Linked DNA regions of Mus musculus: all the other regions are linked to region 2. A link is a contact called in public Hi-C data. All regions are on one chromosome and are shown on one strand. Each heading gives the region's core, a stretch centred on a gene start, on an enhancer-like site or on the middle of the called end of the contact. The rest is flanking DNA. Distances are from core to core; before and after follow the strand shown. Region 1 has its middle 76 kb from the start of Gm34499. Region 2 has its middle 230 kb from the start of Gm34499. Region 3 has its middle 18 kb from the start of Gm34499.

Region 1 (2,918 bases), core at 182-2,681, 150 kb before region 2:
TTTTTGCACCTCCTCCAAGCATTGTGGTCTTGAAAGAGGCCATCTAGAAAGATGCTAATTTGAGAGTTCCAGGCATCTCCTCAGCAGCCTGTGACAGTTTATTCCTAGTCAAAGCTACATCTTTTCAAATGGAAACTCACATTTCAGTCCGAAATGACAACTCAGGCCCAAAGCACACACTTCACGTGGCACCAGGGTAAATACTGAACGCTTTCACAGACTTTGTCCAAATTAAACACTGAGAAATCCCCAGAGGCTTTAGTTTCCTGAAGTGAAGAAAAATCATACTTCTTCCAGCTTTCACTAGGAAATATCACACAAAATCCCATGTTTTCATCTCCCCGGATATGTGTGCAATTGATACACAATCGAAGGATCATTTTCATTTTTTAAGGTTGGAGAGCTAGTCACTCAGAAAGTGATGACGTCGAGTCCCAGCATTCACTCCAATCCCATACAGCTATAGATAAGCTTCTTGCTTTCCTCCCAGTTCAGGGTGATCTCGAAGTGCTGCTCACATAGCCAATCAAAAGCCAGAGAACCATCATTTGTTTTCACTTTCTGAAACCGTTTTCAGGAACACAGTGATCAGCATATGCTGACTTCTAGAAATATTAGCTGCAGAACTGGCAGCCAGCTTTGGCCTCCGTACCCATCCATATGCTTATTAGATCACTTGTACAAACGTTCAATTGTCGTTGCTCTCCTCTCCCGCTGCAGTGTTTGAAAGCAGTTCCTTTATGTTGCCTTCCCAAGGACTATGGGCTTCGGTCAAATTTTAATTGAAACATGACCCTGGCACTGCTTTGCTAAAATTAATTGAGATTAAGATTTATGAACATTCCTTGAGGTTTGAAAGAACTGTAGTAGTTGCAATTTAAAACATTAGTCAGCATTCAGGAGTGCTGTCCAATTTCTAAAATGCACAGGAACTGTGGTACTTTGCTGCTGTTTGAACATGAGAACGAACAGTGTGCACATTTGAGCAGATCTGCACGGCGTGATGAAGTCAGAGAACCTGATGGAACCTGGAAAGATTGTCCTGTCCCAGCACTTAGCTTCAGGTCTTTTAAGACCACCCAAGAGAAATGAGATTTATTGTATTGTGAAAGCTCATTCCCAAGAGATGTTTTCCTTCCTTAAAAATAAATCATTTGTCAACCTTTATTGACAAGAAATATTTGTATAAAAATACCGTGATGAAATCCATTGTTTTGTACAACAACAACAAAAAAACTTTCAGAATGAGATAAAAAGATTACAATACATATATATGTCCTTATTGCCTTATTTGTTTTGAAATACCTTCACACTCATTAGGTAACTTCAAAAATCCCCTGGTAGTTCATGTGGTGCTTACCATTCCCATTTTATAGATGAAACACTGAGACACAGGCGTTACACAGTTGCCCTCAAACCTCATTAGAGAGATGAGTCATAGCTGGGAGTGAGAACACAGAGCCGAAACCTTCATTCCTGAGTGCTTTGTCAACCCCACATTCTTCCCGAATACATCCAAAATAAAAAGCAATCACATGTGAGTGGCCAAACAATGGTAATCAGATCGTCACAAACCACTGGCTACTGCCAAAGGACCTGGCCACGAGCTGTGTCCCTCTGCATTTGGGCTTCCCTTTGTCTCCTTTCCGTAGAATGAAAAATGAATAGTGATTGTCAACAAAACAAATGCACTTTACTTCACAGTCTTCTAACCAAAGTCACAAACAAGTGGCTCTCAAATATGCCCGGAGACAAATTCTTTAGCTGACATGCAGTAAGCAACACAAATGAATCTGTGCTCCTATCTGACTGGCTACATTGCTATTGTTCTCCTATCAGGTCTCCTTGGTGAGCTTTAATTAATATCAGAAACAGCACAGGAAACATCCTTAATTATTCCTCTTGTGTTCAGAATAAATGTAGTCCACTCAAGGCAAAGTAAACGGCAAGTCTTTGAACTTGAGCGTTATCTTTGTCCTTTGGCTTACAAGGACTCTGTGTTATCAGACATGATAATTTGTTCTCTGTGATACCCTCACTGAAATTAATTTTGTTGTAGTCTAGCATACGTTTCCTCTTGCTGATACTTTCACTCTTGGCAAGGTCTTATCTGGGCAGTTAGGGCAGCCCTCGTCTGGCTCTGTCTGCTGAGGCTCAATAGCTGCAGGGGCAACAATGTTGTTGTTTTAAACAAAGATGTTTACTTTGTTATTAATGTAAAATTTAATTCATTTCCTCTTTTTAATCTTCTCATGGGGCAGACAGAAACCCCACCCTCCTTTCTTCTTCTTGTCAGAGATGATGGTCTGGGACTTCATTGCTAAGTTTCCTTGGAAACATCCTCTCAGATCCTTCCAAATACACTGTCATCACAAGGGAGGAGCCATTTTCAGACTCTGCTCCCTGCACCCTGGCTTAAACTCTCTACCATCCAGGGCTAAAAATGGCCTTTGCCCCTTTTTCTTTTTTTCTTTTTCATGGTGTCTCTCTCTCTCTCTCTCTCTCTCTCTCTCTCTCTCTCTCTCTCTCTCTCTGTGTGTGTGTGTGTGTGTGTATGTGTGTGTGTGTGTGTATGTGTGTGTGTTGTATACCTGTGTTCATATATGGGTATTGATATCAGGATATTGTCCACAGTTGCTTCTCTGCCTTATTTTTGAGACAGGCTTTCTCACTGAACCCAGGGCTCAGTGTTTCAGCTGCAGTGGCTGGCCAAGAGCGCCCAGAATCCTCCTGGTCTCTGCTCCCTAAGTGCTGAGGTTAAAGATACACAGCAGTGTCTGGTTTTCGTTTGTTTGTTTGTGTCTCTTCGCTTTTTAATAATGGATAGCAGGACTCTGAACTCGGATCCTCATGCTTGCCAACAGGTGCCTTGCCCAGGCAGTCATCTTTCCAGTCCTAGTTTCATCTTCAAATATTAA
Region 2 (3,264 bases), core at 488-2,987:
TTGTTCAAATTAGGCCAGCTGTGAATTCCTCTCAGCTCAGGGAGGTTTTATGGCCAACCATTCTTAAGAAATATGTGTTAATTTTACCAATTGAAATTTTATTTATGAAGAAATTCCATGTACTCAGGAGGATGGCATGGATAGGCTGGCTTTGTTGCAAATGAGTAACCCAGATCCTATAAAGATGGAAGAAGGGCCCAAGATGCCCCTTCAGTGAATGAAGCACTGGAATTTATTTTCCCACTGAGGTTAGGGATAGCCAAGACCTCATTCGGGGCCATGCGTCTATAACCTACCAAAAAGCTGGAAGACAGTCACCATTTCTGAGATAAAGCAATGATCTCTATGGTTTAAAAAGATGAAATACATAGCTAAGACTTGAGCGATTAAGCAAAGGCTACAAGAATTCATCTCTCAGCTTTACTCATTTCTGTCACTATTTTATATACACTGAAGCTGACTTCAGTAATGGAAGGCATCCACTTCCTTTATGTATGTGAATTATGTTTCTGGGGCTCTCAGCATGAGAGTGGTACAGAATTCTTGATAGGCTGAAGAGAGGGGCCACAGATTTTATAAGTGCCTTGTGCTTTTCCTCTCAGAACCTGCTTTTCACATTTCATTTCTTTCCCTGTCTTCCTCATCATTCTTTTTGTGGTCAGTCGGGTTGCCACCCAAACCCACAGTGACACCTGCTGGCTAATCAAATATGGCCCGACTTGCTGCAATCAAAGCAACCCAGGGAGTGTGTTAAACTAGCATTAACTACTACAAGATTCTTTCAAACTCAGGAAGGTGAGAAAAGCCTGAATGACTATGGTTAAGGGTTGTTTTGGAAAATCTTCCCGAGGCAGTAAACATGTAAAATGTAAAAACTGTGGGTTTCTTTCTTTTCTTTTCTTTCTTTCTTTTTTTTTCCCCCCTTTGAGAGTTTTAAGTACAACCTGGACCATGAACCAATTATTTAATTGTGAGATAGAAGTTATGCAAATAATTCATGGCAAGTCACTCTTTGTAATGTTTGCATCAGTCACATTTTTATTGCATATGGTAGCACGTAACCATCACGAAACAAAGTTCCCCAAAGAACAGAATACGCACATGGACGGTTCTTTTTTCTCTCTGACACAAAGGGTTAAGTTGTTAGACTAACACAGTCCTTCTTAGGATTCTTCACAACTTTCCCAACCTTTGAGGAAGTTTCTTTACTAAAAAATATTGATATTTGCTCAATTGTAGGGATTTTATACATGAGTAATTTTGGTGGGGTACCTTTTTGTGGATGTTTGCTTTATTTCAAGCAAATCCATTTCTGACTTGAAAGGACAAATTCTGTTTTGTTTTGTTTTGTTTTGTTTTAAAGACAACAGGGATTTTTTTTTTAATGTGGGGACATTTCTTAAAATATTGACATTTTTCATTCAAAGGTTAAACTCGAGGAAAAGCTTCTCCATACACGGGCTCATAGTTGAAACAAGAGGTTGTCCCCAAAGGCTTGTAGCAGCCGATGTGTACTGGACAGAATTCTTGGCCCTCTTCATCCTCGCTGTGTGTTCTCAAAGCCAGAACTTCATTTAAGCATGACCTTAGAAGATGAGTGATCCTCTCAGCATTTCCTGGTATTTGGGGAAAGGAATGTTTTTATTTGACTGCAGATGTCACTGGGTTTACAGGAAGGATTTGGTAACACATTCATGCCAATACTGCACTTACCCCGGATTTTTGCTCTGTAGGAAGAACACATGTCAAGGCTCACTGTTTGTTAAATGGGGAGGTTCAGTACACCAGAAGCGTCTATTATAAACATTGTGACTCCGTGCAATTTACAAAATGTTCTATCTCCATTAAACAATAAACCCTTGACCCCAGAGCTCAGTTTGGGGATTCTGTGATTCGAGAAGGTACACATAATGGATGGCGATAATAAATGAAGAGGTCAGAAGGTTAAGAAAAACTGTTTAATTATTTCTCTCTCTCGAGTGTGTGGGCTGCAGATGAAGGTGTGTTTCGTCTGCGGTCCTCCTGGAGAAACCCTGTACGGACGGGACCCACCCAGGCAGGCCAGGCCAGGCAGGGCAGGAAAGCAGGTTGCTGGCCCTCAGCTGTGTTTGTGAACTCGTCGTCTCTAGATACCCTTCCATCTCTGAAGCTTTGCAGCTTCTGCCAGGAGTCCCAGTGCCAGGCCCTGGGTTCATCATCTGTTTTCCGAAGAGTTTGGATTTGTTAGCATGAGAAATTCATTGCTCACAGTTGCTTCCCAGCTGTGGCACTGGTGAGTGCAGCCTTTTTGCCTTATTTATTTGTTGAAAACTATGTTCTGTCCTCTCTTGGAAGTTCTCTTATGTAACCAGTCCTGGATGCAAGCCCTCGGGCACTCAGTCTCAGGCCCTCAGCTTGCTTGTCAGTGAAAGACCTCCCCCTCGAGCAGACTCCTCACTTGAACTTCACAAGGTCAGGGTGTCCGCCTGAGGGCAGGACGTGGCAGTTCTCAAAAATCTTGCTGTTCTCCAATTCCTGCCGTGGAGAAATAGATGAAGTCTGTAGACTTGGGCTTTGGTTGGAGAACTGGGACTGGGATAGGGGGGGTTCTCAATGTAGCTTGAGAAGCAGGTGAAAGGACCTTCTAGAAGCTGTTCTGCCCAAAATTCCTTCAAGAGTCCAGTGTGTTCAAAGCAGGAGCCAGCAAGGAATGCTTTGTCGGTCTCCCTCCATCCAGGGTTTGAAGGTTAGAGGACACTTCTGTGGTTGCCAAATAAAGGCGAATCCTTTAGTGCTTCCTAGCTTTCAGCCAATCCCAAACACATTTACAGTAAATTGCTGCCTGTTTCGCTCCATCGAGACTTGTGGAAACCGGATCAGAAGCAGCTGGTCAGACAAACTTTGGCTTCTAAAGTCTAGCAGAAATGCATTGTGAAGAAAAGGAACCTGGCCTGGCTTTGATTGAGACACTTAAGGTTTCCACCCCACCTCCCCGATAATCTGGGAAAACAAAACAAAACAACAACAATGACAGCAATAGTAAACAAACCCAAAGCTAAAACTATAATGAAATAATGACAGCAATTTATTCACTTGTGGTCTTAAAGTGGAAGAAGGTACAGTTACCTTCACATTCCACAAGGGAAGAGAAAACTTACCTTTCCTGGATGTGTATGAGAACTGGGGATTTGAGTAAGAAAGTTCTGGATCCCAGTGTTAGTCTACCACTGGGTAGTCTGGGTGAAGTGAACATATCTAATCCCCGGCTTTCTAGTCTGTGAAAGG
Region 3 (2,979 bases), core at 263-2,762, 210 kb before region 2:
ACATATTGGATAGTAGCCATGGCGGGAATATACTATGCATAGTGTATGTATAGTTCATGTCTGTCTTTATACTGCTGTGTTTGGAAGTTCTTTATGTAGTCTAGTGCTTGCTAGATATGTTGTTTGTAAATACTTTCTTCCAGCCACCTCCCCACCTCTCTCCTTATCACTCTAGCCTGACTCTGTTTTTTTCTGAGACAGGGTTTCTCCATGTAGCGGTGGCTGTCCTGGAACTCACTCTGTATGTAGATCATGCTGGTCTTAAAATCTCAGAGATCCACCTGCCTATGCCCCCCCCCACAAGTGATAGGATTAGAGGTGTACACCACCAGCCCAGCTGTCTTTTCTCCTTTTAATAAAACATTTAATTTCAATCAAGTCCAGCATAACATACTTTGGTCTAATGGATTTTGCTTATGTTTTATGCCTACATGCAGTTCTTCAAGCCCTGAGTTTAGAAGACTTTCTGCTCTGCTATTTTTGAAAAATCATTGTATCGTTTATTTTTATCATGTTATGGTTTATTTGTTTTAGTTTAGGTGTATGAGTGTTTTGCGTGAATATATATCTGTGTATCATGAACATGCCTGGTGCTCCCAGGGATCAGAAAAGGGCATTGGGACTTGAATAATAAATGATTGTGAGCCTCTATATAGGTGCTGGGACTCAAACCTGGGTCCTCTGGAAGGGCAACAAGTGATCTAACCACTGAGCCATCACTCCAACCCCTCTAGTTTTCTGTTTTACACTACATTTATGATCATTTGAGTTGATGACTTAATTTTCAGATATCCTATTTAATTTATATGTTTTTAACCTATGGATGACTAATGGCTTCTATAACATTTATGAAAAACAACACCCTTCTTCCACCTATGTTTTAACCTTTGTTGAAACTCAGTTGGCTGCACTTCAGTGGCCATTTCTAGATTTTTAGAATTTGATCTGTATAAGGTTGATTACTATAACTAGTGGGTCTTGACTCAGAAAAGGCGACTCTTCTCCCTCTCCTCCTCCTCTTTCAACATGTTTTAGTTTCTCTTAACATTGAATATAAATTTTATGACAATTTGGTAAATATCTACCTCCCCTCAAGGTTTTTATAAAGCTTATGGTAAACATATATATCACTTTTGGGGGAGGGGTTGAAATCTTTACTATATATTGATTTTGAGAGATCTATCTACTATTAAATGTTTCTCTAACTACCTAGGTATTTTTAAATTTCACTCATTAGCATGAAAATCTGTTTTGGTTGTGAGGCCTCACTAAGGGTTTCTTTATTTTGAAAAGGTGCAAATAACACCATGCTTTTCGTCTGTCCTCGTGTACGCTGTTACTGGTTCATAGAAGCAGAAGTGACTTTTTGTGTCGCTTTGTTTTGTTTTATCAATGTCTCCAAATCTGAGTAATTTTGAAGAAAGGGTGTTAATTAGCTGACAGTTTTAGAGGCTAAACATGTAAAATCGGGCAGCTCTGTTTCTCTTTTGACGTTGGTGAGGACTCTGTTGGGTGACAGCCAAGTGGAGCAAAGGACAGAGGTCTGTGTTCCTAACTGACCAAGCATGCAGGGAGGACATGCTTGATTCTTCTAAAATAAATGACTTATTTTACTTTGCTTGTGTGGATGTTTCCCCTGCATGTATGTAAATGTCCCATGTGCATGTGGTCCCTGAGGAGGTCAGAAACCAGTGTCAGATCCCTGAGAACAGGTGATATAGATGGTTATGAGCTACCATGTGGGTGCTGGGAATTGAACCACGGTTCTCTGCAAGAGCAAAAAGGGCTCTTAGCTATGTAGTCATTTCTCTAGTCTGCATTCATATTGTAATAGCCTATTCTTTTAGAGCTAACTCACTTTATATAAGATCAGAGTTCATCTCTTTCAGAGGCAATGGCCTTCCAATCTAATTAGTTTTTCCTAGATGTTGTCTCTCAAAGGCTTTATGTTTTCTTACCATCACCATGCTGGGGATCATGCTACCAGCTCATGAAACTTTGGAGAACAAACCACACCCAAGGCAGAACATTTACATCCTGCTCCAGTTTCTAAACTATGTGTTACTTCTGTAGTAGTTGCTCTTGCTGTCAAAAAAAAAAAAACAAAAACAAAAACAAAACAAAACAAAACAAAAAAACACCTGGCATGCAGTTTAAGGAAGAAGGGTTCCGTTTGGCTTACAGGTGAGTGCACATCCCACCACGGAAGGAGAGACACAGTGGCAGGAGCTGGAGGTGGCTGGTTACATTAAATCCAAACTCAGGAAGCAGCGAGAAGTGGATGCTGGTGCTCAGCTCAAATTCAGCTTTGTATTTCATCCAGAGCCCCGTCCCATGGAATGATATGAGCCACAGTTAAACTGATACCCTCAGTTAAAGCCTTAAGACCTTTCTGAGAACACCCCCAGAGACATACCCACCTGTGGTTCGGTGGTGATTCTGAATCCAGGCAAGCTGACCACCCTGTTTAGCCGTCCAACTTCCATGGACACTTTTTAAAAAGAAGTGTTTAAACTTTTCATGTAGGCTACAGTGTCTTCTGTAAATAGGAACAGTCCGATTTCTCACTTTTAGACGTAGGTACCTTTTATTTCCTTTTGTTGTTTGACTTCAATGGCCAGAACTTCTAGTACTGTGCTGAAGGACACAGTAAGAACATGTATTCTTCCCTTGTCTGCAACTGTGGTGGTTGGAATGAGAATGGCTCCCACAAGCTCCTATGTTTGAATACTTGGTTCCCAGTTGGTGGAACTATTTGGGAAGGATTAGGAGGTGTGGTCTTGTTGGAGCAGGTGTGTCACTGGGGCTTTGACATTTGCATGTTTGCATGTCTAAATAGTTTTTTCCATATTTTTTCTCTTTATTTAGCTTGGGATGTTATATTTTACTCCTTTAGTTACTTGAAAATATTTAGTCCTCATTTTAAAATTTTACAAGATTTAATTTGCAAAATACATTTATTATCCATCCAAATAATAT

The links. Hi-C and Micro-C count contacts between places; a contact is called where the count stands out from the background.
Region 1: a contact with region 2 is called in a Hi-C map of muscle stem cells, with 2.4 times the contacts expected there. The contact joins two enhancer-like sites. A contact is called at or near these places in 3 of 39 promoter capture datasets (the 3T3-L1 cell line and liver), 13 of 484 Hi-C or Micro-C datasets (the HL-1 cell line, Sertoli cells, cortical neurons and 6 more) and 2 of 115 datasets of contacts at active chromatin or transcription factors (heart atrium and pancreatic cancer cells).
Region 3: a Hi-C map of liver shows a contact between it and region 2, with 2.6 times the contacts expected there. The contact joins two enhancer-like sites. A contact is called at or near these places in 2 of 484 Hi-C or Micro-C datasets (both in liver) and 3 of 115 datasets of contacts at active chromatin or transcription factors (astrocytes, fibro-adipogenic progenitors and kidney).

Annotation. Positions count from the first base shown.
Region 1 is chr14:46,143,509-46,146,426 of GRCm38.p6, reverse strand. No RefSeq gene overlaps it. Among named protein-coding and RNA genes, the nearest start is that of Gm34499, 76 kb to the left of the region's middle. Within about 2 kb of position 1,431, at least 53 of the 459 cell types and tissues checked have an H3K27ac peak or open chromatin away from gene starts, as enhancers often do. A contact at or near this core is called in muscle stem cells, where this site is marked.
Region 2 is chr14:45,991,289-45,994,552 of GRCm38.p6, reverse strand. No RefSeq gene overlaps it. Among named protein-coding and RNA genes, the nearest start is that of Gm34499, 230 kb to the left of the region's middle. Within about 2 kb of position 1,737, at least 18 of the 459 cell types and tissues checked have an H3K27ac peak or open chromatin away from gene starts, as enhancers often do. A contact at or near this core is called in liver and muscle stem cells, where this site is marked.
Region 3 is chr14:46,201,569-46,204,547 of GRCm38.p6, reverse strand. No RefSeq gene overlaps it. Among named protein-coding and RNA genes, the nearest start is that of Gm34499, 18 kb to the left of the region's middle. Within about 2 kb of position 1,512, at least 3 of the 459 cell types and tissues checked have an H3K27ac peak or open chromatin away from gene starts, as enhancers often do. A contact at or near this core is called in liver, where this site is marked.